2 separate regions of the Mus musculus genome follow, and region 2 is linked to region 1. The links are chromatin contacts, called in public Micro-C maps. All regions are on one chromosome and are shown on one strand. The core of a region is the stretch at or near the end of the contact, and the rest is flanking DNA. Distances in the headings are between cores, read along the strand shown.

Region 1 (3,545 bases), core at 276-2,775:
AAAAGCCTTCTGGACAGTGAATAAGAAGGTATCAATAGCAGACATGGTTGCTAAAGGAGTACTGGATTAAAGGAAATGTTCTAACATTTTAAGGACTCAAGAATTGTATATTAGTAAATAAATGCATATGTTGTGTATATGCTTGTAAATGCAAACCTCAAGGTTTGGAAACAGGAGTCAGGCTGCACAGTCCCCAAGTAGGAGAACAAATCTTTAATGATGGATAGAAAACATTCGAGCTAGAAGAGACAGCAGCTACTGGAGGAACTTCTGGTGTCATTCCCCAGAGCCTTCAAAGGCTGCACTTTAGCTCTTATGCAGAACGAGAATATTTTAAACAGAAAAGAGGAAATTATCCCAAGCAAAAATCATCAGCTGGACTATATCTTAAACAGAGAGATGGCTGGCTATATTTGATATCTCTTAATGGGAGTGCTGGTCTCATTTTTATGAAGGAAGAGAAATGATATAAAGGGGCGGCTCTTTGATGCTTATGTATATGATCACGGTCCCAATCAGAAGGGGTGGACATTTCTATGAAGCTTTTCCAGCAAGCTATTTGTGTTATTACCAACCAGAAACCTTTTTTTTTTAATTCCCCACTAGTCTCTGTCTCTGTCTTCCTTCCCTCCACTATCCCTTCCTGTTTCCCCCCCTTCAACCACCAACCTCCCCAGGGAAGGATGCACCCTGTTGACTGGCCCTCAATCACAGATGAAGAAAAAACTTCGATGAAGAAAAAGACTGTCCTTTGCTTCTGGAGGGATTGAACCAAAGAAAACTAACAAAGTCTAAGAAGTTAAAGTTCCATTATGGACCCATCCCTGGTCCAGACTGTCTCAATGACAAGCTCTGGCGGACATGTTCCCAACCCCTGATACTTTATATGTGTGCAGTTAGCCACTTGATAGATGAGCAAATTCAGAATACCGTTTTTGTTCCTTCCCTTTTCCACCCTGCTGTCCTAGCCACAGCATGTTTTTATGAAAGGACTTCAGGCAGTGTAAATCACAATAGAATCAGAAGTTGGAGAACCAATTGTTGCTTGGCAACTAGAGTCTCTGGCTTTGTCCATGAGTGTTGCCTATCATACTGTGTGTCCTTGGCTTTTTATTATTTTTATTTTTTATTTAACCTGTAATATATTTCCATTTCTAGAAATGCTTTGTTTTAGACTTGAAGGTGATGTTTGAAAGTGACTGTGTGGGCTGTTAGTGGCTTGTGGACACAATAAATTTGGAAGAGTTGGCTAAAAGTCAATTTTTATATGCAGTTGTTGTGACCACCTGTGGCTGTCTGTACCAAGTCAGCTGCCGCTCTCCTCGAGCAACTTCACATAACTGCTCCTCATCCATCAGTTAGTCCTATAGTTCTGACAAATGCTTCTATGCTCCAAGATAACCGTGTCTTCCTGACCACATTAGGGTGTCCAGAGAGTGTCTTTCTGATGGATGCTGAGATGTGTGATCTGGGACTTCCTCAGCAGCTGGGCATTCTATGAGGACAGGCACAAAGACAACGGATGAGTCACAGGGCACTCGGTAGCAGCTGTCTCACTCATTCTTGAGGTCTCTGTGGCTGAATTGTCCTGGGATTTGTGCTTAGGTATGTTAGAGCACACACAGCAGTGCTAGGCATGGATGATGGTGATTTGAACTGGGTTTCTATCAACTGAAGCATTTCTCATGAATTCATACTGGGGACAGTAGCATAGACCTTCCTAAGGCCTCTGATAAACATGCTCTTTCCAGGGTCTTATTCTCAGATTTAATATGTAAGAACACAGGCAAATCTGCAGATGAATCTAAGGTACAGATGTTTAATTACTGGGAGGAGCAAGAATTCTCAGGACAGAGAGCTCACTCAGAACAGCCAGGGCCATAGAACACTTGTTTGTTTTTCCTGTGTTTGAACTGTATCAGAATATTTTTTCTATCAATCCAGTGTTTCATGTCTGTCTGTCCAGGAACCTGGGTTGGGAGTTTGCAAGATGAGAAAGTTAGGGACAGGGAATGGCCTGTCCATACCTATACTATTTGGTTTTCTTATTGGCAATGAATTTGAGCTCTAAATATTTACATAAAACATATGTAATGAATAGTTTTATCTTAAAATCGTAAGAGTGCTTTCTCAGGTTTTAACTAAAACATTCCATCATTGTAAGTTTGCATAGGAACCATATGGCTAAAATGAGCTACTTACAGCTAGATCACCCAGTGAGCATAATAAATATTGACCAAGTGTTGGTTGTTTGAGGGCCTTTTCTGTAAATGCCACTGCCTGCTCCAGCACCCTTATTTGAACAAGTTCAAGTAAACATTAACTGGGATATGTTTTAGTTCTGCATGTGCTGTGAAAATTAATGATTCAACATATTCAATAAAAGACCATTTGGGGGGCATCCCTTGGAGAAAAGCAGGAAATGGAATGAAAATTAGATAGTAGGTAGAGTTCGAGGGGTGATAATGGGTGAAGGGAAGCTACTAGCATCCTCAGGACCCTGTGAATGGCTCAAAGATGCCTACCAATGATGAAGTAGTGTTCTGAGATGCATGTTCAACCCTTGAAGTAAGCATGTCAGGGGGAAATGTCTCACTCTTTAACTGTTATCACATACAAATGTTAGTGTGGATATCTCCTCTTATTTAATGGTTCTAAAATTCTATTTATTTATTTATTTATTTACTGAGTTCATCTGTACTCTAGTATAAATGCTTGAAGTAAGCATGTTAGGGGGAAATGTCTCACTCTTTAACTGTTATCACATACAAATGTTAATGTGGATATCTCCTCTTATTTAATGGTTCTAAAATTCTATTTATTTATTTATTTATTTACTTACTTACTGAGTTCATCTGTACCCTAGTATAAATGCCTCCCTTCCAAACAGCATCTGATGCTCAGAGGGATAGAAAAAGAAGAAGAAGAAGAAGAAGAAGAAGAAGAAGAAGAAGAAGAAGAAGAAGAAGAAGAAGAAGAGGAGGAGGAGGAGGAGGAGGAGGAGGAGGAGGAGGAGGAGGAGGAGGAGGAGGAGGAGGAGGAGGAGGAGGAGGAAGAGGAGGAGGAGGAAGAGGAGGAGGAGGAAGAGGAGGAGGAGGAGGAGGAGGAGGAAGAAAAAGTCATCTTGTGGCCCATTGCTAGCTCCCACTTCAGATCTACTTTCTCCTTCTTCGTTAGGAATCAGGTTTTGACTGGGCAGAACTAGAGATTGCATTCCTCAGTGCACCTTATTGTTGGTTATGGTCAAGTGATAAAATTTAAGCCAATGACGTCTAAATAAACGTAATGCCTTACATCACTCAATTGGTCTGAAAACACTGAGATGATCTCTTCTCACATCTCTCTTCCCCAATTTCCTGTAGGTGAGGTACAGGCACTAAAAGAGAGGTCACTGATGTACTAGCAGAGGAACAAGACAGAGGACTGTTGGTTTCAGCATGACTTTCCAGGATAGAAAGTAACTTTGTAGGTTAGGAAGATTATTCCGGATAGTTTATGTCAACTCAAGAAAAACTTAAGTCAGTTGGGACGAGAGAACCTCAGTT
Region 2 (3,545 bases), core at 600-3,099, 100 kb before region 1:
GGCCTCTGAAAGCGCTGTGCCCTTCTCTTTTGGCCTGTCTCTCCCACCCTGAAAAGTTTTGCTGTGTGCTGTAGGACCTTCAGTACAAAGAAACTTAGTGGAGCTCTGAATTGGCTTCGAGAAAGCAAGCTGCACTACATGGCCTTAACGGTCTGTCCTACAGCTCAAGTGGCTCAAGGGTAGGCTATCTCATGCTTTCCCTTCAGGACCATTCCTTGTTAACATCAGTCCATCACACGCTTAGCACATGAAAGGTGCCCTCATCTTGTTTCCCTGGAGCCCAGACATATAAAAGGGCCTCCTCCAAAAAGAAGGAGAAGTCAAAAAGTATGTTCTTTGCTATCCGTTTTGGCAGCCCTTGACTGTTCCCATTATGTTCAAAGCTGTTACCTTTTACTTGGTAGGATAAGGGTCATGAAGTCAGTTGGTAGTGAGACAATTTGTCTCAGTACCAGCTCAGTGCTAGTGCCTTGTAGCTCATCTTAATAAACTAGATAAACCAGGCTAGTCTGTACAAACTCCATAATCACATTTTATTAAACTTCCCAAAAATGATGGATGCCATGGTAACTTGCACAGAAAGAGCATCACTTTGGGAGGTTAAACCTTAAATTAAAACCTTTTTTCCCCTCTGTAGTTTAAAGAATTGGGTGTTCTTACTTATACATATTATTCCAGCACCCAGGAGGTTGAAGCAGGAAGATCACTGTGAGTCTGAGGCCAACCTTGTCTATAGAGTGAGACCTGTCTAAAATGAGAGAGAGAGAAAGGGGGAGAGAGAGGGAGAGAGAGAGGGAGAGAGAGAGGAGAGAGAGGGAGAGGGAGAGAGAGAGAGAGAGAGAGAGAGAGAGAGAGAGAGAGAGAGAGAGAGAGAAGTGTGTGTGTGGTGTGAGAACACAAATAAGTATTATAAACAAGACCATATTAAATCAGGCTAAGCAATGGAAAATGTTAAATAGGAAATTCTTGGTTTAACACTTTTATTATCAGAAGCTAAAATAGTGTTCACAGGATGAAAAAGGATTTGGACACAATTATTCCCATTACAAGGGTGGGGTCTGTTTCTACGAGTATTTCTTCTTGAAAATAGTTGAAAGGGTATTTCCTCCATGCAGTCTGAAGCCATTCCCTTAACTTTGCCTGGCTCCTCTGGCTGCCTGTGGAAGAGGCTGCGCTGACTGACTGCATTGCCACCACAACCTACTACCATGACTAGCGCTCCATGACTCCCCGCATGACAAAGGACTGCAGCTGTCAACAGACTCACATACTGTGCTGCCTCAGAGCCTGTCACTGTGACAGCTGCTCTGTGGTCAGGCGGAATTTCTGCCGCTCCTCTGGAAAGAGGTTAGCATCCCTAACACTGCGGCACCTCTCGCTGAGCTAATGACACTTCAATCAGCATGTTCCCCTCACTTTCTGCACTTTGCCATCTGAGCACAAGTCTCTAATTACTACGCCCAGGCAACAAGTTACACATCTACCCCACCATTTACACACTCACCATACACCATCGCCCCTCCAGTCTCATGCAAGAAGCGGAATCGGTGATTTTTAAATAACCAGATTGTTAAAATGGTAAGGATGAGCAAAAAATTAAACGCGAGTAGCTCCACTGCTCCCTGGTGTTGAAAATGATCTTCATCCTTCCCTGACGTAAACCGAAGCTGCCCAGCCATTCTCCACTCGACCGACTGTGATGCTCAGAGAAATCCCTGGACAAGGGATGAGCCCTTAGATGAGGGTTGCCTAGGATAGACTGGCGCCCACAGAATTTCAGAATAAACGCTGCTACTTTGTTGCTACTTCGCAAGCAATTCAGATGGCTTAGCATTCAGACCGGCTTCTCGTTACAACTTCCTGTTTCTCTCTTAAAGCAGCCCCGTCTCTTTTCAAACTCCAGAGGGTGGTTTCATCATAAAAGATTCTGTCTTTAAATGATTCACTCTGGAAAGAGATCTTCCACACTGGTCAAATCTGCCAGCAAGATGCTGATGTCCAGACTCGTGGCCCTCCTGTTTCCAGCATGATTTCTTAGTCTGTATGCAACTGGCAAATTGTACATTGATAGTAAGACAGTTCAACCCGGCACATCAATAGTTTTCAGATTCAAAAGGGCAAGTCCAGACCCTTAACTTCACCTACTCAGGTTTCTCCCCTCCCACCACAGCCTCCCAGGGGAGGATTGACAGGTATGATTTCACAGGACTATTTCTGAAGTTGAGAGGCACAGATCCAGTGCACGATTCTCTGACTTTTTATAATTGCCGGTCAACTAAAATAATCAAAAAGAAAAGTCTAGCCCCAGTCCTTTAACGGTGCTATTTAAATTTGTTGAAGAAAAAAAGGAAGAGAGATAGAGAAGGTGGAGGATGGAGGGAAGAAGGGAGGGAGGGAGAAAAGGGAGAGGGAGGTGTTTAAGACTGGTACCTCCAGTTCTTCTGCTTCCTAGGCAAACATCAAGATTTCCTTGTCTTTACCAATCAGTCACCATGCAGCCAGGTCTGCTGTGGAGACCCCCACATCTCACCACATGGTAAAATGGACGAGTGTTAATGTCTGGCTTCTATTCTGATAGAATTAGAATTCCATTTCTGTATTGTAAGGCACCCTGAAAAAAATATGACACTAAAGGCTTTGAGACAAACACATAATAATATTATGGTCTTACAGACCTGTAACTCTAGCGTTCAGGAAGCTGAGGCAAGAGGATCGCTGTGAATTCAAGGTCTCCCTGAGCTACATAGACACTGGAAGGTAACTACCCATCGGAAAGCTAATTTCCCACTCTGGGAGAGCATCAAGCACTCCAGTGCCTCAGCCTCTTTGCTTATGCAACTCCGAGCTGGAGTTGGTTTTCTCTGTGTGCTTGGCTCAGCAGGGGGCATCTGTGTGCACAGCAGATGTTTTTACCCATGGTCCCTTTTGGCACGCATCTCTGTGATGACTAATACTGGAGTTGTCTTGAAGCCTGTCAGCTATTGCTTGCAAGCATTTGCCAGCAGCCTCACCTTCCGTATTCAAAAACCCACAGGTGAGTCGTTAGATTTACAAGATAATGCAAATTCAAAAACGAGAGAACTTCCTGGTTTTGCTGCTTTTAAGGCAGACTTGCTCTTCGATTGTCTTACCACATCTCTTTCCCTCTTCCTGTGAAGAGACCCAGGAAGTGGGTGAGAAGGAGCAGGAGATTGTTTGCCTGACTCTACAAGCTTTTCAAAAGCTTTAAGCTTGCTGTTGAAATAAGGCAGTGTAGGAAGATGAAGGAATTGTGGGTAGAGAAAGGAAGGCCTCACCTGGAAGCCTGGCCCAAGCCTGCTGCCTGGAGCATGGAGAATGGCAGCACTGTCAACAGCAGTTGGCTAGGACGATTTGGAACAAAGACAGTATTTCTCGTCCATAGAGACGCTTCACTGGGAACATTAAAATGGAAAGCTGTTTTCTTGAGGCATAAGGACACATGGCCTCTCTACCTTTCCAGTTGTAAAAGCTAGGACTCTCAAAACATCATTTACAAGCAAAAGACTGGTTCTAACTCTCTGATT

Evidence for each region. A called contact is a pair of places that touch in the nucleus more often than the background predicts.
Region 2: a Micro-C map of muscle stem cells shows a contact between it and region 1, with 2.9 times the contacts expected there. The contact joins the promoter of Slc9a9 here to the enhancer-like site in region 1. A contact is called at or near these places in 1 of 484 Hi-C or Micro-C datasets (muscle stem cells), 1 of 115 datasets of contacts at active chromatin or transcription factors (embryonic stem cells) and 2 of 9 other capture datasets (adipose tissue and pancreatic islet).

The regions. Positions count from the first base shown.
Region 1 is chr9:94,565,906-94,569,450 of GRCm38.p6, reverse strand. No RefSeq gene overlaps it. Among named protein-coding and RNA genes, the nearest start is that of Gm39404, 17 kb to the left of the region's middle. Within about 2 kb of position 1,525, at least 15 of the 459 cell types and tissues checked have an H3K27ac peak or open chromatin away from gene starts, as enhancers often do. A contact at or near this core is called in muscle stem cells, where this site is marked.
Region 2 is chr9:94,668,196-94,671,740 of GRCm38.p6, reverse strand. It overlaps Slc9a9 (solute carrier family 9 (sodium/hydrogen exchanger), member 9), which reads right to left and starts at 1,849. Exons shown (of 16, transcript NM_177909.5): 1 at 1,505-1,849. The coding sequence starts at 1,679.